Regions from separate parts of the Mus musculus genome. Here all the other regions are linked to region 2. A link is a contact called in public HiChIP or PLAC-seq data. All regions are on one chromosome and are shown on one strand. Each heading gives the region's core, a stretch centred on a gene start, on an enhancer-like site or on the middle of the called end of the contact. The rest is flanking DNA. Distances are from core to core; before and after follow the strand shown.

The links. HiChIP or PLAC-seq counts read pairs in DNA pulled down with a chosen protein or histone mark.
Region 1: a contact with region 2 is called in an H3K27ac HiChIP or PLAC-seq map of the NIH/3T3 cell line, with 5 times the contacts expected there. The contact joins two enhancer-like sites. A contact is called at or near these places in 2 of 39 promoter capture datasets (hippocampal neurons and liver), 1 of 15 datasets of contacts at CTCF or cohesin (the NIH/3T3 cell line), 1 of 115 datasets of contacts at active chromatin or transcription factors (the NIH/3T3 cell line) and 2 of 9 other capture datasets (embryonic stem cells and macrophages).
Region 3: a contact with region 2 is called in a CTCF HiChIP or PLAC-seq map of the NIH/3T3 cell line, with 7 read pairs. The contact joins two enhancer-like sites. A contact is called at or near these places in 1 of 15 datasets of contacts at CTCF or cohesin (the NIH/3T3 cell line) and 1 of 9 other capture datasets (adipose tissue).

What each region holds. Positions count from the first base shown.
Region 1 is chr2:113,819,010-113,823,550 of GRCm38.p6, forward strand. The region is part of intron 2 of Scg5 (secretogranin V); the gene reads right to left. Among named protein-coding and RNA genes, the nearest start is that of Scg5, 7.8 kb to the right of the region's middle. Within about 2 kb of position 2,477, at least 42 of the 459 cell types and tissues checked have an H3K27ac peak or open chromatin away from gene starts, as enhancers often do. A contact at or near this core is called in the NIH/3T3 cell line, where this site is marked.
Region 2 is chr2:113,584,254-113,588,597 of GRCm38.p6, forward strand. All of the region lies in intron 10 of Fmn1 (formin 1), which reads left to right. Among named protein-coding and RNA genes, the nearest start is that of 4930533B01Rik, 120 kb to the right of the region's middle. Within about 2 kb of position 2,063, at least 27 of the 459 cell types and tissues checked have an H3K27ac peak or open chromatin away from gene starts, as enhancers often do. A contact at or near this core is called in the NIH/3T3 cell line, where this site is marked.
Region 3 is chr2:113,418,020-113,422,440 of GRCm38.p6, forward strand. The region is part of intron 2 of Fmn1 (formin 1); the gene reads left to right. Among named protein-coding and RNA genes, the nearest start is that of Gm13963, 28 kb to the left of the region's middle. Within about 2 kb of position 2,907, at least 74 of the 459 cell types and tissues checked have an H3K27ac peak or open chromatin away from gene starts, as enhancers often do. A contact at or near this core is called in the NIH/3T3 cell line, where this site is marked.

The DNA of each region.
Region 1 (4,541 bases), core at 1,227-3,726, 240 kb after region 2:
AGAAATATATGAACTGTGCCCCCAGCCAGCCCCACTGACTACTGCTAATGTTGCCACCAAGGTGGTGACCAGATGCGTGGAAGCTTTAAGGGACAAGTACAATGTGGGCTCTGAGAGAGGTCGAGTTTTCCTGTGTGAGCTTAGGGGCTGGGCGGTATATACCACCTGCCTCATGTGACCATTGTTCGGACATAAGACAAACCTGTTGACAGTCTCAAATGGCCTTTCCTGACACCCCCACCCCACCCTGTAACCATTTTGTATTTGACACAATGGTTAAAAAATTGTTTTTTTTTCCTTTCCTTCTGCTACTCAAACCCAAGTCTCCATGATATACATCCTCACAGAAGCTCTGCTCAAGGATGACGAGGATGGTGATGGTGATGGTGATGATGGTGATGGTGATGGTGATGATGGTGATGGTGATGGTGATGGTGATGATTCTTCCAGTGTCAGCTTCCCTAGTTCAATGCCTTGGCCCTGAGAGAACCATTTCTGTAATAATCTATATATAGGACTCTCAGCTTCTAGCCCAGTACACTACAGACATGCAGTAAGCGTCTCACGTCCCTTCCCTACTTCTCTTTCAGGCTCCTTAACCTAGGGCTGCAGGTCAGGATAGGAGATGTTAGATGGGCCTGTTCCTCCTTTTGGCCCTTCCTCAGTTAGCCAGCCCACTTTACTGGAGTGAGGTGCTGAGCAAAAACACAGCCCGCAGCTCCATATCTTTCTTGTGTGTTAGCTTTTCCTATTCCTGTGAGTGGCTCTTGAATAAAGACCAACAGGAGCCTCAGCTAGCATAAAGGAACACAGCAATCAGAACCCGCCACCACCCTCATATTCCACAGCACGGCCATGTTCCTCTGGCCGGAGCCGATCCTTCACAAAGAGGTTCCGATAATGCCCGATTTGTAATTGGTTTACAAAATTCTGAAAGAGCAGTGCATACTGGTTTTGAAACCTATGAAGGACAGAGTTCCTGGAACAACGTAAGAATTTAATTACTTATTGAATGGATACAAGTGGAAATGCATTAATGGGCACTCTGATGGGATGCTGGTTGGTGTAAATGGCCAGAGAGGCCAGCAAGTAGACAGTCTGCTTCCAGTCCAACGCAGGCCAGATTTCTATCTAGTTCATCGGCACACTGGTCTTTCAGCAGCACCTGATGTTCATTTGTGACATGTTTCACTTTTGGAACTCTTGCTGAAGTGGTCATAAAGTCATAAAAGCAAGAAAAGGGAAGGGCAAGTCTGAGAGGGGAAGTTGCGGCTCGCTCATCTTCACGAAGCATTGTTCCTCGCTGCAGCCCTGTGATCCTAACTCCTACGTCACCGCCAACGGGGTACATACAAGGCCAGGGAAACCGATTCCTCCTAGGATTCATAAGCAACGGCTGGGAGCGCTGTGTCTCAGGCCCGAGCGCAGCAGGACACAGGGAACGGGAAGATAGGATCACCTTTCAACTTTGAGCTGTTTGTAACTGGAAATGACTATGGGAGCACAGAGGAAGTCGAGAGCACAGCGGTGCTTTGTGAGATGGAGATGGAGCACGGTGGTGAAGCATTTGCCTAGCAAGGGCAATGACCTGGGCTGGATTCCAGGCATCGCTAAACAAGCAAGCAAACAAAGTGTTCATGTCTCTAGAACACTTTTTACCTTTTTCAAAATACCTTGATCCCCCTTAATTTGGCTGTCACAACAACACTGTGAGATGGACCGGACAGCTTATCGCCATTTTAAGACTGGGAAAGTAAACTGTCAGGTAGTCTTGTAACTTCTCTGAGAATGAACTAGAATAGCCTATCTCAATGTACGCCCTGCTAGCTGTATATATACCATCCTCCTCTCACCTCCCCCACCCCAAACCCCACACGCTTCTCCCTCTGCTAAAACTCACATGGCACACGTTGCACAGTGGCCAATGTGTGCACTCAGGTTTAAAGGCCGTGCCTAACTGTGGTCTGCTAAACCCAGCCTGCTTCACTAACTCTTTATGGACTGCGGTGACCAAGATGTTTGCACCAATTTGTTCCAAGAGGGAAACTTGTCAGAACATTCGCTTCCTGTAGCCTCAGGTCCCTGAAATACCAGCCACCAAAATCACCTGTGGTTTACCATAATGCCTAGACTCATAATCGTTTCTCAACTAAATAGCCCAGGATTATACAAGTCTGCAGGGATAGATGTACTCAGACCTAAAATAGCTGGCTTGCCAACAAACTTAAAAAACCCAAGCCACTGCGGGAAAGCATAAACAGATTCGGTCGTTAGGATGATTATATCAAATAAGACAGTTACAGGAAAGCAGCTCTGCGAACCATAAATGTTACACAAAACTGGGTTACTGCTCTTCCCTTCCCTTTGTGTACGTAATCCACTTTGTCAATTTTCTGTGGAAAATCCTTCATTGCGGCTTTCCAGGTGACTCATGGTGCTTCTTGTTGCCGGGGGTTTTTTTTCCAGATGGTATGAATCAGGTGACATGAGACAGAGTTCTAGTTTAAACACCACGGGCTTTGCACAGATATGGACTTTGCACAGACAATGCCTGACAGGAAAAAACCCCAGGAGCCAAGGTTCTCCAGGAACCAAGACGCCTCCTGGGTTAAGCCCACACTTCAGGAAAGTGCAAGGAGTCTTAGCTGCCAGCTTCGAAGCCGTGCCTTACAAGTAGACGGGAAGGGAGGAATGCTATGCTTAGATTAATTTTTTTCCCTGCTGTACTGGCTGGTTTTGTGTGTCAACTTGACCCAGGCTGGAGTTATCACAGAGAAAGGAGCTTCAGTTGGGGAAGTGCCTCCATGAGATCCAGCTGTGGGACATTTTCTCAATTAGTGATGAAACAGGGAGGGCCCCTTGTGGGTGGGACCATCTCTGGGCTGGTTGTCTTTGGTTCTATAAGAAAGCAAGCTGAGCAAGCCAGGGGAAGCAAGCCAGTAAGTAACATCCCTCCGTGGCCTCTGCAACAGCTCCTGCTTTCTGACCTGCTTGAGTTCCAGTCCTGACTTCCTTTGGTGATGAACAGCAGTATGGAAGTGCAAGCTGAATAAATCCTTTCCTCCCCAACTTGCTTCTTGGTTCATGCGGGAATAGAAACCCTGACTAAGACACCTGCCAAACTCTCGTGTGAACAATATGGAAAGTGGGGTGGGAGAAAAAGGGTTAGAAAAAAAATAAGAGTTTTTTAAACCTCATCAGAATTTAGAGGCAGCAAAGTTCACTGTCCCCACTTGTTCCATTCAGGTTACGGTCACAGAAATGGGCCGAGCGCATGGTTTAAATGCTGCTTCTCCATGAAGGCTGCACACAGCTGGGACTTGGTGTTCGGAAGAATGAGTTAGGCTACAGAGCTCACAAGAAGCTCTAGCTCAGGCCCTGTACCCACAGATGGACACTAGCTGGAATAAGCACTCAGTGTTTATGTCCCCTTAAAAATTATACTGAAGTCTGAACCCCCAATGTGGAGGGGGTGCAACTGTCCTCCATGAATTCTCCGGCCTCTCGGCCATGTCAAGAGTCAGCTAGCCCTGAAGCGTGAAGCAGGCTGTCATCAAACACCTCAGCCGGGGCCTGATCTAGACGGTCAAGAGCTGCGAGCAGTAGACCGAGTCACCTGGGCGGATGAAGACAAGCTGGGCTCCAAATAACTGACTTCTCTAAGTTAGCAGCTGCTAGGCATGAAATTTCACCTTGCTAATTTTGCTGCTTTTCTATGGCCCTCTTTGACCTCTGTGCTTGCTGGTTTTCTGTCACCTTGAGAGATGCTGGAGTTATCTGACAGGAGGGAGACTCAATTGAGCAAAGGCCTCCATAAGATGAGGTTGTAGAACATTTGTGATTGATAGGGAGGGTCCAGCCCATTGCAGGGCTACCCCTGGGCTGGTGGTCCTGGGTTCTCTAAGAAAGCAGGCTGAGTAGGCCATGAGGAGTGAGCCAGTAAGCAGCATCTTTCCATGGTCTCTGCATCAGCTCCTGCCTCCAGGTACAGGCCCTGTTTGAATTCCTGACTTCCTTCAGGGATGGACTACAATGTAGATGTGTAAGCTAACTAAACCCTTTCTTCCCCCAGTTGCTTTTGGTCATGTTTCATTACAGCAGCAGTAATCCTAGCTAAGACAATACCATAAGAAAATCTTATTTATTTGGGGGATGAACCAATACTTTATATTGTTCAATAGTCATGGATAGTGACAATTTCTGCTTATTCTTTGAAGTGCCATAACCTTCTTTACAGCTACTGAGTCTACTACTTGGAATTTGTGATTGTGAGACAAGGCCGCATTATGGACCCAAACCAACCTGGAACTCACTGTCTAAAGTTGGCCACCCTCAAATTTATAATCCTCCTGACTCCACCCAATTTTCCAGTGCTTGGGGTGCCTAGCCCTTTTGTGTCAAGTTCTTCAGAACTTCGTCTTAGGTGCTCTGTCCCCATCAGCAATGTTTGCCTAGACAGCTCATCCACTCGATAGCCTCAGCCACTCCTGTCAAGGAGAGGACTCCAAAATGCCCTCCCCCTACATCTGTCTTGTGTTCCG
Region 2 (4,344 bases), core at 813-3,312:
TGCATACAGCAGGATGAGTCGGCTGCCAGGAAGGCTGCGGAGATCTGGGCTGTCCAGTGTGGCCTGTTTCTCCCCCTGCTCTCACCCACACCCCTCCCCTCTCTTGTTCTAGCAACTTAATTCCTCCTAGACTAAACATTTTAGCTAAAAGGGCAACTGAGGAAGGAAAGAAGGCATTACCGCTTCGCCTCAAGTTTTGCTGATGCGTTAAAAAGATATCAGCGTCACTGAATTTCAACTGCTTTTCTTAAATGTCATGCTCAGTAAATGTAGCCCTGAGTTGTGGCAGGTTTCCCACAACCTTCTCCACTCCTGTTGATTAGGTTAGGTCTTTCTCATCCCCAGTCTCCGTGGCCCACTCTTTCCATATATTCTCTAGGGTGGCTAGTTCTGGTTTACTGTATCATCTCCCATACACTGAGAACTCAGACCTCTGCTGCATACCTTAGTAACTTGTTTGCTAGGCTTTTGAGGTCTACAAGCCATAGATGAGTTCCTGGGAGTCCCCAGCAAGACATTTAGGGACTAAGACTGCAAATGTGCCTCTGGTTGGGAGCTCTTGTGCCTGATGCTATTTTGAGTGCTTTGTGTTTCTTTCAAGCCTTCTATACCAGGAGAGGCGACTACAGGAAGCAAAGAGGAAACAGAAAATAGATAGAATGTTAACAGGCTACCCCTACAGGCACCCAAGGTTCTGTCTTATACTCTATTCCTAATGTTTGTTACCTCAGTTCTCATAGACATCCAGGCCCAGAAGAATATATTTCTGACTGACTGGTGAGGTAGTTTGTTAGAGATCCTAAGTTTGCCCAACACTGCCAAGCCTCGATGAAAGCTTATGGACCTTGCGGTGGTATCTTCTCACATGGACCCTTGTCCCTTGGTCCTCACAGCCTGAGACTATGTTTAGATTGATTCTGATGGGATTCCACTGCAAGTTTGTCTCATTGCCCTTAGCCATCAGTATCACCAGCCTCCACCCGAGCTGGTGCTGCTCAGCCAGAAGCCATATTTACTTACTGTGAACTCACTCCTGTTACATCACTAATCGTCAAAGGAGAAGTTGACTAATAATGAGATATGAAGACACTGACATGGTCCCTGGTGGTGTCTGGAGATGATAGGGTGTAGCAAACATTTAGGTAGGGTTAGTTATGCCAGATTGTGGGATGAAATGGTAAGCCTGAAGTGGACAACTTTTCCTTGTAAAAGACCAGATACTATTTTCTACTTTGTGGGTCAAAGGATCAGGCATGGCTCCTCAAGTTGGCCACTGGACCATCATGGTTCAAAATCAACCACAGATAATAATATATAAGCAAAGGGGCATAGCTTTATTATTCCCCAATACATTTTATTTAGAATTTGAATTCTAATAAGATTTGAATTTCACATGACAAAAATATTCTACACTTTTTTTTTAACAGCCATTTAAAGTGTGAAAACCATGAGTCACACAAGTACAAATAGCAGGTTGAGTTTGGTCTGTGAGCTCTAATTGATCCACACTCAACCCACTCAGTAAAACCTTCCAGAAGCTGAGCGGGTCTGGTACAATGAACCACTGATGTGAAATGAACATTGTGTGTCTCCAAGAAAGGCATTCCTCTGCCTTTTGTGGTACAACCTCCCAACATAGTTTCTCAGCACTAATTGCCAGGACATAGAATAATAGTGGTAACTAATTAGTGTACTACTTATTATTCCCTTTCCCCCCACAGTGATGGTCTAGCTAGATAAGCATTTTGAAAGTTCGGAGGGCCATTGTGCTGATGCCATGAACACTCACAGCTATTACTGAAGGCAAAGATGCCTGTCATGTGGCAGACTGGGCTCAGTTGGCAGACTGGGCTCTCGGGACTAGCATGGAGAGAGGTAGAGGTCTCCAGACCCACGTACACTTCACCTTTGCTCTCCACCTCTCTGAAGGCAGCTTTTGTCTGATCTGTGCCAGAGTCTGGCTTTCTGACGATTTATTTGCCACTGACTCCCAGTGAGTGGACTATAAGCATGTTTTACATACTGGAAAATATGAATCATGGAGTTTAGCATTTCAGTTTCTTAAGAGCCCTGCAGTGCCCAGTCCTATAAATCACAGCTCTGAGCGGCTGGGCTCATCACTCACCTCATCAACTCTCTTACACCCCAGTGCCAGATTTAGAAAGCCATTTCTCACAGAGGTGTCATCTGCCTGGGACCTGGCTGTCTGAGAGCCACTCCCTCCAGGGATACCCCTTCATATCCTGCCTTGAGATGCTGGTGAGGAGGGATGGAGGCAGCCTGTTGACTGACAAGGCCAAAAGGGGCTGGCCTTGTATGGTCTACAGTGAGGAGAGTATGCGCATCATCTTAGGCTCATTGACAGGGGCCCATAGCTATACTGGTTTGTTCCCTAGAGTACTGGCTACATTGTGAAGTGGCTGTGACCCCTGTGGAACACACGCCATTGATCATACTACCCATCGTTTGGGACCAGATTGGTTTCTTTTCAAAGCCTGGATCACACAGTATCACCATCCCTGTCAGCTGAGTTGCCATTGCGGCTGTAAAAAGCCATACAAAGTGAGCCACAGGCCTTCTCTTGTGCTTACAAGCTGAGCTGTAGTCCTTCCAGGGAAAATAAGCCATACAAAATAAGGAAGGAAAACTCTCTCATTCCTGTTCCCTCTACCCTTTCTGTTATAGAATCTGGAATGTAATTAAAGAGTAGCCCAAAGGGAAATTAATCCATGAATGTTTGTAAATGCGAAGGCCTAGTCGTCAATAGACTGTATCTGGGGGTCTTATTATCCCATCACTTATGAGTAGAACATAAAGCACAAGGGGGCAAGAGGTGGATGCTTATCAGACACTGGGTTTGTGTAGCCTTTGCAATGGGATTTCCTTTTGCTACTTTGCCAGACAAATGAGAAAAGAGATATGTTGCCTTTTCTCGAGGCCTTTGCCTACTTACATTTGTGCTAAAAGTTGCATAAAATCATGTGTTTTCTTTTCTAATATATATATATATATATATATATATATATATATATATATATATGTTTAAAATTTTCAAAATGTTCTCACGCCCAAACCCCACAACTCATCTTGGCCTCCTCCAGCATCATAAGGGAGGGATCATCCACTCAGGGTCTTCCTGCCTTCACATCCCTCTCATCCATCCCCACAGACCCTCTTACCGCCCCCTCGAAAGGTCACAGCAGTGACTCCCAGTTCTCCCAGCCTGAAATCTGCTAATGTTTCCAGATAACCAAGCCACTACTATGGTGATTTGTGTGAAATAAAAATGTAAAAATAATTACTTTTCTGTCTAAAATCCTCCATTTGCTTGGGTGGGGGGGGGGAGTACATTTCTGAATACACAACTCCATTTACTTTCACAAACTTCCTTCCATACATCATGCAGCCTGTCCTGCTCACCTTTCTGGTCCTCAGGTATGTCATGCACAGCATCATGGGTGCTCAGTGACCACAGCCAACATCGATCCCCCGAGCCTATCATTTCTGATCACATCTTTCACACACTTCAGTAATCATCTTGAGTTTGGTTTTTGCGGTATCAAAAGGAGCCCTGTTTAAGCTAAATCCTGTTCCCAGGCCTTATCGTGTACCTGCAAGGGCTTCGCGTATACGGGAAGAACTGGGAGACCATGGCTAATGCATGAAACATCATTAGCCGTGATAAACTCTATACCAAAGCCAAGTCCCTCTATCTGCCATTCCCTCCCAACTCCTTGAGACCTGCGGCTTGAAGATGAGAACCTTCTCAGAGCAAGCCCCGACTGAGGGACAACGAGTTGTTTTTCCTCCAGCATTACCTGCTTCTCCTCTGTTCCTAGTGAATGAACTGAGGCATCGCTCTGTTTGCTCACAAGTGCTGTCTATTGCTGCTTCACTGGTGTAGTCCTTTTAAGCAGGGCATTTACCTAGTCCGGAGATCTAGGTCCTGCTTGGAAGGGATGAAGAGATGACATGATCCATTCTGGGAGGGGAGAAATTCAGAGCCTTTTCTGAAGTAGTTCTCATCATCCAAAGGGGCAAAGCCTTTCAAAATTCATCACAGCACCAAACACTACCAGTCCCCAGAGATGTTTACAACTCACCATTTGTGAAAACTGGTGACAGCTCTGATGTCACTCATGATAAATGACTCCGTTGGTCAATGCTGTACTGTACTTCTGAGGGAAACATTTACAAAGGAAGGTGAATTACTTTCTTCCTGTCCCTGTGCAGTAAGTACTTCTGTATTTCATTCAATGCTATAAGATAGAGTATGATGGAGCCGGGCGTGGTGGCGCACGTCTTTAATCCCAGCACTCAGGAGGCAGAGGCAGACGGATTTCT
Region 3 (4,421 bases), core at 1,657-4,156, 170 kb before region 2:
TAGCCTGAAGACTGGTCCCCTACAGAGATTGCCCCTACAGAGATTAGCTAAACTTGCCTAATAAGCCAGGTGATACTATAAAGGCTGCCTCCTTGTTTATCTGTGATAATCTTAGCTCCCTATTCTTCTGTATGTAACAAGCCTGCCTCTCTGTTCAACAGTATATAAAAAGCACATTGAGTTTCTAAGGTGTGGGACAAGTTCAACTGTGTCACCAGGCAGAAAAACTGGTAAAGTTCAACAGATTAAGGAAACCCAGCAATTCTCATAATTGAGAACAGTAGACAAGATACCTGTCCTGGAGCACGTAGCACCTCACTAAGAGGATCATACCAACTGGTCATGTAGCATAGAGCCCAGAATTGTCCATGCTAATGAGGTATCTAGATGGGCTGCCCAGAGGGTTTAACCAATAAGCTTCCCTTCTTGGACATTTCCCTCCTGCAAAAGACATTTAATCTCTTTTGCACCATGAATAAACAGTTGGGACAAACAAGGACTGTCTCTCTCATCAAGAACCGTTGTCAGTTGAAGCCTTCATTACAGAGCTGCACAGCCTAAGTCCTGACACTTACGGTGAGCTGAGCCAGATTCTCCCATCCCAGGGCTCATCTCAGGCCCATGGGCCCTGTTCTTAACTCCTCCCTGTTCCCAGTGGTGTCTGGGTGTCCAGGAGATTGGGAACCACAGCCTCAGCCTGAACCATTTCTCACCTGGAAAGACATGGGTTGGGACCCCTCATCTTAGCCTGTGTTCTGCCTCCCCTGAGCGGTGTGTCAATGGCGTGTCCCAGGATCTGATGGTGGTGAGGAACTAACATAGCCTAGTGGTTCCGTGTTTTTTCTCCCCAAGTGGCTTTCACATATATCAGTGGCAAGGTGAAATGCAGAGCCACCCTAGGGTGCTGTGATTTCTCCATCAGAGACCTCAGTCCACCTGAAACCCATGTTTATATAAGTGTGTCCATTTGTCCATTCTTTCTTTATTCCCTCAATGGCCCTCTTATCAGGTCAACTTCCTAGAGCCATATGAGGATGCAGCAGTTGTTGCTAACCCTTCCATTTATGATCTCCTATAGCCGTGTAGGAAAAGATATATCGGCATGTATGGGTTACATGCTTGATCACTTTCCACCTTATTGTTTGAGATAGAATAGATAGATACTGAAACTGGAGTTCATCTATTAGGCCAGGCTACAGTGAGCTGCAGGGATCTGACTGCATCTGCCCCACCCGTCCAGCACTGCAGCCACAGATGCACACTGTGCTGCATCCAACTCTTTAAGTGGGTACTAGGGGTTGGAACTTGGGTCCTCATACTTATATGGCAGGCCTTTTACACACTGAGCTACCTCCCCAACTTCCTCATTGATTTTTCTTTTAAGGGTACAAATATTAAGACTCAAATTTACACTGTTTTAAAAATAGACACGATCTAACAATTTTCTTTCTTTCTTTTTTTTTTTTTTTTTTGCAAAGAAAATAGTGTCAAGTCTCTTCAGCAAAGTAACACCTTTAGTAATTTACATGAAATTATCCAATCGTTCCTTTACTGTTTTATCCTTTTCAGTAATGCATGCTGTTCTAGATTCTGTGGCAAATTACAGAACTATTTTAGGATTAAATTAGCTGGAAGGCATTGCTGCAGGAATAGACTTTTGTTGCCTGTTGCCCTAGCAATGTGTTCTCATTTCCTTTGCCAGTTGGTTTCTCCGTGGCTTGAGCAAAGCTGAGTCCCTTGAAAAGTCATTCACCCACCCCACCCCATCCCTGGGTGTGAGCAAGCCCGTGGCTTTCCCCAGGAATCGGGTATATTCCTGCCCTTCATCTGTACATTTTCATTTCAAATAAGGGAAGAGAGCATTAATTATTTGGAACTTGTGTTTATCAGCAGACTCACCACTGGCCTATATAATTCTCCTTTGGTTGTGTAACATGTGAGCCCACAATAAAAGCCCGACTCCTGATAGATACATTTGTCTCTACAACACCCATCAGCCCAACCCTTTTCGTTACACTGAAGCATTGCTGACAATCTTGTACTGATTTATGATTTCTCATCAACCTCAGGCTGTAAGATCCCTATTTTCCTATTTACTGTAATTTTTCCCAGTGAATGTTTATCATGAATTTGAATACATTGATAAGTCCTTTTTGGCCAAGAAAGAGAATTCAATTCTGTTCTTAGTATAGTTTTAACTCACTTTATGGATCAGTTGCCTTCATAAAGATTTTGGCTTATGGAATCAATTTTCTTTTAGTACATTGATTTTTTTCTGCTGACATGCAATTTAAATCGGAGCTGTGTTTTCTGGTGCAATAATGGCCTAAAGACATAGCAAAATCACACTGATGATTGCAACAGTCCCCTTGAGGGGACTCAAATATTGGTGTGATGCTAAAAGCAAGCTAATTAATTAAACATGATTAGGACTAGCTTCATGTTTGAGCAAATGGATCCAAGGTGTAATGAAAAGAATCTGTGGTACTTTAGCTGAACAAAACATGTTGACAAGACCCTGAGTTCTCCAATGTCCTCCTACATGAAACTCCTCTTTTGCTTCAATGGTTTGTTGTCCATGTTTGGTTGGTTTGGTTTGGTTTTCTGGATCATATTATACATTGAAGGAGAGAATCAGAAACAACAAAAATACCTAAAAGCAAGTAAAATGAATTTGAGAATATGCCTACTGAACCATTCCTTTGACCATGAGTGTGAACTCCTTATACCTATGTGTTCTGGGAAAGAAAGCATCATATTATTTCCCTTGTTTCTTGAAGACATACACTAAGCCATAAAGGACCCGAAGAGATTTGTGCCAGCGTCAAAGATTGGAATGGTGCAGAGATGGTGATTCATTCTTAGCACTTCGCCACTGGAATTCCTTTAGGGTTAGTCAGGACTCTAGGTAACTTGGGGAGAACAGCTAGCCTTTTGTAAGCTCAGTTACACAAGGATGCCAATTGTAGCTGTTATTCAGATGTGATATTGCTGCCAAATATGTCTGAGGAGGTCTCTGGTCTTGTGCCTTTATTGATTTATTTATTGTGCTTCTCTTTTGTACCAATTGAATCGTCTTCACCTGAGAAAGAAAGTAGTATACTTAACTACATCCCTCCCTTATTTGGGGCTATGTCAATTTCCCGTTCTCTGTCAGAACAGAAGGTGAGAAGGGGTTGATCACTTTGATAGCTCACTGGAGAATGGATGGACCAATCACAGTATCGCTATTATTCTAAATGAGTACCGTGGGTAGCAGACAGCAAGGGCCTATGTGCATTAGTAAATATGAACATGTTAGAAGGCAGGAAATAGATATCATTGCCAGCGCCAATATTTGTCAGAGTTCCTGATGGAAAGTTAAAGAGTAGAGTTAGTAAGTCCAAACTTGAAGGTAGTTTTTAGAGGCTATGTATGAACTGAATGACCTAGTTAAGAAAACAAGTCCAGGTTTATGGGTTTCCAGGAACTAACATGAGTGGGTGGCCCTTAGGAACACTCCTAGGCTTGAAAGGGAAACAAATTTCCATTGTTAGAAAGCTGACAAGAACTGCAGAATAGAAAAGCAGCAATCAGTAGGAGGTATGACTGTGGAAAACAGCAGCCTCAGAGATCTTGTGGGTGCAGTAAGTGTGGAATTACTCAGCCTGTTTCTCCTTTTATTCTCTAGCCTCTTGCTTGTGGTGTTAGAAGTTCTCAGCTAACTGGCAGCCACTGGAACCACAAGCTAACTTGGACAGATAATGTCTGTAAAGATTCTGGCTTGGGACTTCATTGTAGAGTAAGCTGGAAGGCCTGTCTTCCTAGGAACCGCTAATACATTCAGAGCTCTTTCTCTGGAGCTGGTTTTGTTTCTTCAAGATCAGTGTCCAACATATGCCTAACCATAGAGACTGAAAGGTTCCTGGGAGCAAAGCAGGGGAATTCAATAGCAGTGTTCAGAAAGCATATGATCTTTTCTAGGTTAACGATGTGTTCACCGTGTGCAACATTCCCCTAGCCAAAAGAACATTTAGGAGAATTAGGGAGTACCATTCAGTATTGAGCAGGTCTATATATTTCCTATGAATTCCACTTTAATTGTGACCCCAATTTCCTCTACTTTTTCTTGTGATTTTAACACTTGAGGTTAAGTATGTTCTTTAATTTTCAAATAGTTGGTTATACATTCTACATATGTCTGGAAAGAGTACATATTTTCCAATTATTGGGTGGGATATCTTATAACTATTAGATAAAATCTGGTAAGTCTTTGTATCCATTGATTTTGCAGTCTTATTTTTGAGATAGGGTCTCGCTACGTAGCCCAGGCTGTCCTGAACTTACTTAACCTTGAACTCATGGTAATCTTCCTGCTTCAGCTTCCTGAGTGGTGGAGTTCCAGGCACAAGCCACCATTCCTGACTTCACTGATTTTCTGT